Regions from separate parts of the Drosophila melanogaster genome. Here region 1 is linked to region 2. A link is a contact called in public Hi-C data. All regions are on one chromosome and are shown on one strand. The core of a region is the stretch at or near the end of the contact, and the rest is flanking DNA. Distances in the headings are between cores, read along the strand shown.

Evidence for each region. Hi-C and Micro-C count contacts between places; a contact is called where the count stands out from the background.
Region 1: a contact with region 2 is called in a Hi-C map of the Kc167 cell line, with 2.0 times the contacts expected there. A contact is called at or near these places in 4 of 107 Hi-C or Micro-C datasets (the D17-c3 cell line, the Kc167 cell line, the ML-DmBG3-c2 cell line and 1 more).

What each region holds. Positions count from the first base shown.
Region 1 is chr3L:10,847,945-10,853,165 of dm6, reverse strand. It overlaps lncRNA:CR45169 (long non-coding RNA:CR45169), which reads left to right and starts at 2,476. Exons shown (of 2, transcript NR_124862.1): 1 at 2,476-2,582; 2 at 2,664-3,096. All of the region lies in intron 1 of tna (tonalli), which reads right to left.
Region 2 is chr3L:10,520,472-10,525,448 of dm6, reverse strand. The region is part of intron 2 of Rbfox1 (RNA-binding Fox protein 1); the gene reads right to left. Among named protein-coding and RNA genes, the nearest start is that of snoRNA:Me28S-A2629, 15 kb to the left of the region's middle.

The sequences.
Region 1 (5,221 bases), core at 1,227-3,726, 330 kb before region 2:
ATAGCCCTCCAAACGCTGGCCTCTCCTTTTTTTTCAAGAGAGCAGCATAAATGCGAGGAAAAAGGCAGAGAAAGAGGAAAAATCAAGGAGGAACTTGGTTGGCAGCAGGGGCGTCGGCAAGGGGGATGGGGCTTGGGTGGCTCTTTGCCGGCAGATACTTCGAGATTTAGCCAGCCCGCCTCCACCCCCCACCCAATGGTTTTCATGCATTTTATCAGTCGACGCTGACGATTTTCTTGGCGTTTTTATTTTTATTATTTCGTCTTTTTTTTTTCCTCTCGCTCTTTGCTCGGTTTCGTTTATGATTTTTTTTCCTTCGCTCCGCGCTGCTCGGGGTTTTTGTTTTTATTTGGGTTTCGTTTTGGGATCGGGCAAATGTATCTGTATCTGTATTTGTATCTTTATATGTGGCGCTGCGGCCGCTGTTGTTGTTCTTGTTGGTGCTATTGTATCGCTTTTGTATCTTTTAGCGCTGTTTTGAGTTAAGCAATTGATGGATATGGTTTATTTATAACGCTTGGCGACCGAAACCGAACCGAACTGAACTCAACTGAGCCGAACCTCATCATCCTCTCCATCGCATCGGCGGCAACCTCATCATCGCCATCGGAATTCCGACGACGTCGAGCAGCTCGCACAATGAGTGCGGACGTGTATCTGAGTATCTGCAAGATACTCACTCACTCGCTCGCTCGCTCGCTGCCTGCGTTCGATAAACGTAAGCGTAATAATATTTTATTGAAATTTGTTTTCTTGCCTGTACTTGCCTCGCTCTCTCCTGCCCCTCCTCTTTCCCTCTGCCACTACGGGTATTTTCTTTTCGTTTCGGGTGCACCGTAAATTATTTAAATTTAAATATTCCACTCGATCTTTTTTTTTTATATTTTTGATATTTATCGAGGTCAAAAATGAAAAAGAGCTGCTTTTTTAATCCAATCACTTTGAAATTCGAATTAAGATCGGCATGAAGTTATGTTTAATTTGAAATTAACGCAAAAAAATTATCAACTAATTTGCTCAATTTAATCTTTGTTGTTTAATTATAATACAACCTAAATGGGAAGTAAGAAAACTCTTGATATAGATTTTGGCAACAATTTGAATGATACTATAATAAAATAAAGTAAACTAGGCTGTAATTTTACAATTTTTTTTGATTGATGTTTTTTAATTTGAATTATAATATAGTGCGGTAATATCAAAACTGAAAATTTGACCCAAAGAAAAATGATGCGTTTATAAAATTAAATAAAATATGTATCAATCTTAAACAAATGAAAATGAGTTTGCATTGTGTTCAGTGTTATGGGGACTTTGGTGGGTACTGTGGGGCCTTCATTTCTTTTGTCGCTGCTTGCTTTTTTGCGCTCCGCTATAAGTATCTGTTGGATAAATATGAGGTTAAAGCGCTGCCTGCTGCCTGATGCCGTCTGTCTGCTTGTAGTTTCTTCACTTCACCTTAGTTCAGTTCACTTGCATCTGTATCTGTATCTGCACCAGAAGTATCTGTATCTGTACCTGCAGCTGCAGCTGTAGTAATACCCAACTCGAACTCGAACCCAAACCCGCACCCGTATCCGTATCTGTATCTGTATCTGCATCTGCATCTGTGTGTTTTTCATTGGGTCTCTGCTCTGGAGTCGAGTGCAGCGCATTTTGATTGTTCGCCTGCTCTTTTGATGAAAACATAAATATCACAACGCCGCCGAGAGAAAAGAGCCCGAAAAAGAAGCCTCAAGACATCCAAGAAGTGGATGAGGATGAGCCACATGGCGATGGCGATGGCAATGGTGATGATGGCAATGGTGATGATGATGATGGCTTCCACCATCGGAATTTCTATTTAGCTCTCTCGATTCCTGTTCTCGCATTTGAAATGAATGAAAATGTTTTTCCTCTTTCCCGCTCTCTTTTTTTCCTTTTCTTTTTTGTGAGCGTTGTAATACAACTTCTGGAGTTTTCTGGGTGTTTTTTTGTTTTTTGCCTTTTCCGTGTGCGGTAAATTGATACGGCAATGGTGGCTTAACACCGGGCGCATAACTTCTCTTTTAATAAGCCTAATTAAAGCCACAGAAAACACCATTTGGCTTGGGCTATTCCTGCAGGCAGGCTTAACAGTGTTAAATTGGGTTTTATTAGAGATTAAAATTGATTTCGGTGTTTCGGCAGCGAGTTGAAATATCAGGAGATTGAAAATTGGATTGAAGATTTAATTTTTCAGTTCGTGCAAGAAGATCAAATTTCAGGAAGTGGTGGTTGAAAGTAATTGAATTTTAATGTTATTGTCAGCAAATGCTGAATACAAATTATGATGGGAGATTATGGAAATGAGCATATTTGGAATATAATATTATGAGCAAATGAATACAAATGTTAATACTATTCTAAAATGGTATTGTAGTAATATTGAGGAGTTTTTGAAATATTTGAAGTATTTGCTTTATGTTGCATTTTGATTTTAGAATCCATTCCTTTAGAAGACCCTATTTTGTTTGTCGATTAATTATGCTGCCCCCCAAGAAATGATTGAGCACGTCTAAAAATAAGTCGGATATCAGGGAGAAATCCCATAAATTTTTGGGGTGAGTGCGAGTGAGTGCAGTACATCTGCATACCCCTCATTTTACGACCCTCCTCGAATAACTTAATAATTATTCATGCAGTTACCCGACGCAATTACAACAAAAGTGGATGCCACATGCCCACGCTTCAAAAGCGCAACAACAAGAGCGATAAATAAAAACAACGATCGACAACAAACAAACAACGAATAACGAACAACAAAGTGAAAAGTGCGTTGTACATAAACGAAATCGAAACGAAACGAATAATAAATGAGAGGAAGAAGGAACGACAATACTTTATATAGTTGAATGACTGAACCAACCCGTCAACCACACCAACGACGAACAAATTAACACACAAAATACTTATGCGCAATAACAACAACAATACCAATACCAATACCAACACCAACAACAACAACAACTTGCCCTCTTCACCAACAAAATTATCTTAAAAACACCAAACAAGCTGAAAGAAAAAGGAAATATGGAAAACACAAGCCAACAAAAAATCTGAAAATAAAAATACATTAAACGAAATAAGATGAATACCAAACAAATAAAAAATTTATGCGTTGCACTTGGTTGTGAAGAGTGCGAGGGGGATGGGGCTAGGGGTGCGATAGAGACGGACAGTGAGGGATTGTATAAATGGAGGCGAGCGAGAAATTATGCCACAATCAAGTACAACACAGCAACAACAACAACAACAACAAACAGAGAGGAAAATTCCTTCGGAAAAATGCGTGGTGATGGGAAAACCGAAGTTAGAGATGGTCAAATTTATCTGGGATCAGATTGGGCACATAAAATCTTCAAAGAAAACTATTTAAATCCTAAGCACCATTAAATTTATAAGTTGGAATATAATTTTGAAATCAATTTTCGAAACTGATCGTACTTATTGCTAAGAACAAATTTCTTATTTTAAAAATATTGGGTTTTATTGAACTAAAATAGGAATGATATTTACCATTTAATACCTTTCGTTAAATTACTAATAATAATTCTTAAACTTTGTAAGGTAATTTAAGTCCGCCATTATTGTTAATATTAAGTGAATTAAAATTGAAAAAAAAAAAAACAGTTTAACGCCACTTCTAATTTAAAGTGAACATTAAATTATACAGAATACGCAATTAATCGCCTTTTTTCCAAAATTATATGGTGAGTGATTCTTCTTTGTCATCTAATGAAGGTAATCCAAACAAAACCCTAAGTGTTCACCTTCCAAAATCACCGTCGTCATAGAATAATCCACTCATCGCAGTCATCGCCCAAATGGATCAGTCAGCTTGCGATCATATCAGAGCAGAGAGATATAGTAGAGCAGATCACCTCCAAAACGCACACAGATACAAGGCAGATGACGATGGTGTTCGTATTCCATCGCGATGATGATCATGATCGGCGGTCAATGATAATTTCATTTTGTTTTGTTTTTGCGTTTGCATGCGACGCCGAATCGCTTTCGGATTCGGAATCTGAATCTGAATCTGAGTGACTACCCAACTGCTTGCCTACGAGCTAATGTATCTGTATCTGGGCATTTTTCTGGGTATCCGTGTATCTTTGTATCTCTGTGTCGGCTGGCACAAAACAAGCTGCCGCTGCTGTTGCAGTCGAAGATGCTCGAATGCAATCGGCTGTCTGCTTACATTCCATAGATACACAAAAATAAAATGCGGCTACAATAAATAATATCTAAGGAGAGGGAAGGTGAGAGTGCGATGGAAAGCGGTACCAAAGCGGCTGGGTTAGGTAAATCAGACCACCCCTATACCAATTTTCCACTTCGCTTCGTGAAGTTCTCCCCCTTGCACCGCACCGATAAAACATTATCTTTCATCATAATAAACGGAGATAGCACTTAGGTTGGGCAATTACCAATAGGCGGCAACACCTCGGCGCAACTTCACTTTGCCGTCTAATTGCTTAACAAAAGCTTCAATTAAACACTTCAAAGAGCTTATTACAAACCAATAAACCGCACCACTCACCAAAGAGAAGCTCGGGGCGCAAAGAATCCGCAGTTCCTCAGGCGGAACGACGATGAATGTCAAGGATACGCCACAAATACAGATGGAGATGCGAACACAGTTGGAGATACAGATACGGATATAGACACGAATTAAGAGCCAGTTTCACAGATACACTCGCGGAACAAAGAGAGCACGCTCCACTCCATTCAAGTCCACTCCATCGATGTTCTGGATGGCCTGGAATATCGCTTTACACACATGATATAAGTGTCATGACTGCGTGGCCCGATAATTGTCTGTTTTGTCTGCCGTCTGTTGACTGCCTTTCAGTGTCCTTAGTCCTCTGCCCTCGGTCCTCCGCGCCTCAGCTCCTCTGCTCCTGCAGCCCCTGCTTATCCTGTCTAGCCAACTCTTGATGGTGACGCAGTTGTGCCTACTTGAGGCTTCTGTTGTTCCCCCGGTTGACAAAAGGCCTTCGAGCCTCTTCACATGCCTACGAACACAAGCGTTGCCCCTGTGCGGTTGGGTTTTAGTGGTGACTGATCCTATCTACACTGGGGAAAAAGGGTGCCTACTTCAAGATTAGTAAATGACCAATCTGTATCATTTATAATTGATGATCGTGGGATTTCCATAATTTAGTTAAATAAGGCGATCATTTAAAGATGCAAATGA
Region 2 (4,977 bases), core at 1,614-4,113:
GAAACTCGAGGATGGACTTCATCGACACGGAAAGAAATATATCTGGCAGATTGACAGGTAACCTGATAGGTTAAGAAAACCATCAACGTTTCAAAGAGCCCTTGTAGCAATATATATAAAAATTTCAATTGACGAGACATTTGATCTGCAACATCAATAAGAACATTATTTTATTTCACTGCAAATGAACGAGGACATATAATTTCTTTCACTGCATCCGCAATCAATGGGAATTAGCAAAAGGGCAAGAAAAAATGTAGCTAAAAGGCTAAGGATTGGGTTTCCATTAGGAAGTGTTCGAAATGAGATTTAGTCGAGTGTGTGTGTGTGTGTTAATCAGAGAGATGGATAAAAGGAAATAGATGGGAAATAGACATGTCTAATCCTAAAATAAAAATAAATAACCATAGCGAGCTGTTTCATTTCACGAACTCGTTCAGAAGCTCCGAAAGTCTTTGCACTCTGAGTGCAGCTGTTCATTAACCTTTTTAGCTCCCTACTCAAATCCATTAGATTTTCATTATAATAGCCATGTTAATTGCACTTTAATATGCACTCGTATGGTTATATATTTCTTTACATTTTTAATAAATTAAAAATGATGACTAAATCGAGCTGGAGTTGAAGGTCGCCTTTGTACAGACTTCAGTAAACACTCAAATTAAAACTAAATAAATATTGTTAACAAAACAGGCAGGCGGCTATTAAAAATCAAATTAAACATTGAACATGGTAAGAGTCAAATAAAAAAGAAGAAATAAAATATTTATGAATGATGAATGAATATTAAAATATACCTTATGCCATTATAATAGAAAATATTGATAAAATGTTAAAAAAATTTTAATTTGTAAATCTGTAATGTAATGAGGTGGAACATGAGTTTAAAAATAGAAACAAATTAAATTTTTATTTAAACATGGAAATCAACATTTTTAGAGCCTAAAGTTTATTACTTTGGAAAAATACGACAACATATAATAAAAATTAAACTACTCAATCTTTATAGCCATCATAATGGGTATTGATCTTCACATATTGTTTATTGCCAATAATAAATACGTTTCTTATATCATATATATTTTCAATAAAAATGTTATTGATGCACCCACTGATTTCAGGCTCTGGGTCATTGCAATTGCCATGGCGAGTAATTAAAAGGCTATTGAAAAAGGGAAGGAGGTGGCGAAAAAGGTGCTGCCATCAAGGTCACTGGCTGTAAAGGTCACAAGTTGGCCAGGTTTGCTAGCCGCCGATGATGTCAGCAACTCGTTTATGGTCAAGACAATCGAAACAATGGCGCCAGGCGTTACAATACACCATGCAACTTATACCCCTCCCTTACGTTCAGATTAAAACCCAGAGCGCATCTTCCATTTATCTTTTGCATTTGCAACCTGACTTGTTCACCTTGTTGTTTTGCCGGCACTGTCGCTTTATGTTAATTGGCAACAGTTAAGGCAAAGTGTGCACAATTTTCCACCAAAACGGGTGGCAACGAGTAGCAAATTTGCACTTTTCAGCTAGCTAATAAATTCAATTCATCGAAAAGGCGAGTGCCTCGAGACGCCATTAAAGCGAAATGTACATAGAAATATATACATATACTGCAAGGAACACAAAAAATCAAGCACTAAACGAAAGGGGCAACCGAAAAAGTTGCATTCTCGAATCGTTAAAGTGATTTGCGAATGGCTTTCAAACGCGCTTTTAGCATTTTTTCCAATGTAAAATTTATGGCAAAAAATCGTGAAAATATGCAAGCGCTATAAATTGTTGTATGTAATAACAAAGTAAATAAAAAATGATGATGGAGACGAGGCTCCATTAATCGTTGATTAATTGCATTTGCATAAATTATGCATAGTTTTCAATTATGCAAGATAATAACAAAGATATAGTAGATATAGTAGTTTCTATAAATAGTTGCAGACTGCATGTCTCTAGATGTTTCCGGTTAGGGAATGATTCAGGTGGCGATTAGCCATTTAATTGATGTCACGGCTGGTATTCAGAAAGGTTGATGAATCAGAAAAATTAATTGAAATTTTTTTTAACACGTTTTATTATTAAATAACCAAACCCCTATTTGATATCACTGCAGTTGAGGCCTATCTATCTATTCACTTGAAGCTCTGACAAACTAGTAAGACCGCCATTATTTGTATAAGTCTATTCAAAAGTTGTTTGCCCACCTTTTTATTTATTGACCAACCCTAAAAATAAACTAAAAAAAAAAACCTTACTCAATGCTAAATCAAGTGGGCACTAACTGAATGCATGGAAATACAGTGCGTTACGAAAATGTAAAGATGGAAAGCATCTACTTAAAACGAGCTTAATTCAGCAAAATCTTGTACAATACGGAAATCGAATAGGAGAAAAAATCCATTCATATTTATATGTCATGTTCAGCATGTTCACATTTTCCTACCAAATCCCACTGTTCTTGACTTGACTTTGTAGACATTTTTCTCGATTACTCAATAGCAAAATATTTTGGTCGAAAAAAATAAAGTCAACAAAAAATTATACATGCACGAACGATAAATGCCTACAATAAAATCTCGTTTATGACATGCAAATAAAATGTAAATTTTAGTAGCCCAACAGTGAGCGCACAAAATAGAAATAACAAAACGAAATAAAATTGTTAAAAAAGCAAAAAATTGTTTGAGAGAGCGAAGAGCATGAGATAAATGAAAACAAAAGCCGGCTGCAATAAATAATATAAGAAGCAAAACAAAAGCCAGAGATCGACTCCGAGGCGGCAATAAAAATTTGTCGACTGTGTCAGCGCGCGATCAAAAGCGTTCAAAAAGCACGTGGGGGCGTTGCGAATAGCCAGATAGAGGCCGAAAGAGACGGATAGAGGCGGCAGCGAAAGAGATGGCATGTGCTAGCAAAAGTGTGACGAAAGAGCAGAACTGATGCACTGCACTTGCTGCCGCCGCTAATGAATGAAAACGAATGGCAGTTGAATGGAGCCGAGAAATGGAGTGAAAACAATTGACAGCCGCATAAAAGTCGTTCGAAAAAGAGCGCAACTAAGTACTTATTACCAGCTACTTGGTGAAAATGTCAGCAAATTAGAGGGGTGATACAAAAATTTACTATTAATAATGATGAAAGACTTGTATTAATTGCATTTATCTACGAAATTTTGCATTCAAACTTCATTTGTTATTATTTGTAAATCGTTTATGTTCTATTTTGGCATTATAAGAATATTTGAAAATAGTTCTATAATGATTACAATTTAGTAACAGAAGCGCTGATCTTGAGCTGTCCACTGAAGCGTAGAGAACTCCATTATGCAATCGCTCCAATAACCAAGTTAATGCCATATAGTTAACCTAGTCGATCTGTCTGCTACAGATACCGTTACTTTGGCAACTGCACTACAATGACAATGTGGAAAACCTGTTACACTTTTGACCAACTTTTGTACGCCTGCTGCTGCTGCTGAGTCATAGCAAAAAATACGAAAAAATAAAAAAATGACAAAAAAAAAAAATTAGCGGGCGTGCGACGATCTTGCTAATTGCTGGGGCAAGAAAAACGAGGGGAGATATGTATGTATGTATACCTGGGATTCGTGTGACTGACACCTGCGATTAGCTTTTGGCCCCCGCTTTTTACCGTCAACCCCGCCGCTCTGCACACCATAATCGTTGAACCGAATAATTTGCATGAAACTTGGCTTAAACGTTTCACTCGGCTCAGAAAGAGAGAGGTGGAGAGCGAGAGCGAGAGAGAGAGAGAGAGGGGGGGGGGGGGTACCGAAGTTTGGGTCATTCACACTGCCGCCGGTTTTCGTTGGCGTTTGTTTATCTTTGGCTCTTTCATCTCGAGCTGTGAACTTGTCAGTTACAGCAAATTTGCATTGTGTTAATTTAAAATATTCAATTAACTCGTTTGCTTATTTTATTTAAGTCATTTGGAAATGTGCAAAAACGGGTACATGCATTTTTAAGAGCATTTTTAGGATTATCGCACCCCGATTTAATTGCTTTTCAACAGCCACCTATGCGAATTAAGCTAAGTACTTGAATTTTAAATACAAAAAATTCCAATTTAATTGGCAATTTATTTGCAATTTACATTCCAAAGATATTACGCAAAACGAGAAGATTTTATCTTGAGCACCTTTTTTTTATGCATTTTACGAGCCTCATTTCGGTTAATTTATCATCGAAGCGTTTGAAAGTAAAAGGTAACCTACATATTATACAATTTTAGTGAGCGTCTTTTTGGTTTGACTTAGGAATTTAAATAAGGTTTTCTATTGTCGAAATTATCAAGGCGATCCGGACTAGAAAGAGATGGGGCGATATGGCAATTTTTTAAATCAACTTTAATTGAAATAAATTGTCATATCATTTGCCCTGGAAATGGAAATGGACTCAATTAGATGCGGGCCGTACAGACTCTACTCTACATAACTTTGCCCACATATAGTACAAAATGATGCGCATTTATGCTCTTTTTTTCCCCTGAAAAAATTATACAGAGCCATCAATCAAAGGAGGGGGAAAATGAGAAATTGAAATATGACAAGAACCTATCCAATCGGTGGAGGGATTGATGGCCACTTCGGGTAATGGAAAAAATGGAAAATCGACTTAAGAAATTGTCGGACACATGCCTGCATCACTTGACTAAAGACTAATTGAGTGAAAGTCATTTGGTACATGAAAATCATTTGAGATGCCAAACAGCCTTCAAAGCGCTGTAAACGCAAAATAAACATAATTAATAGCCGACATAAAGACCGAAAGATGTAAAATCAGAGATATAAGATGATGCGATACAGTGCGTTTCATGATTTTAGGCATATTTAAGACGCTGCAGTGTAAGTGAAATGTGTCCATTTTTTATGACTTTTGGTATCTTTTTTTTTTTTCTAAAAAAACCATATCGGTTTTACAATCTCGATACGCAGCGTGTAAATGCTATAATCTGTTTGCGTTGAAA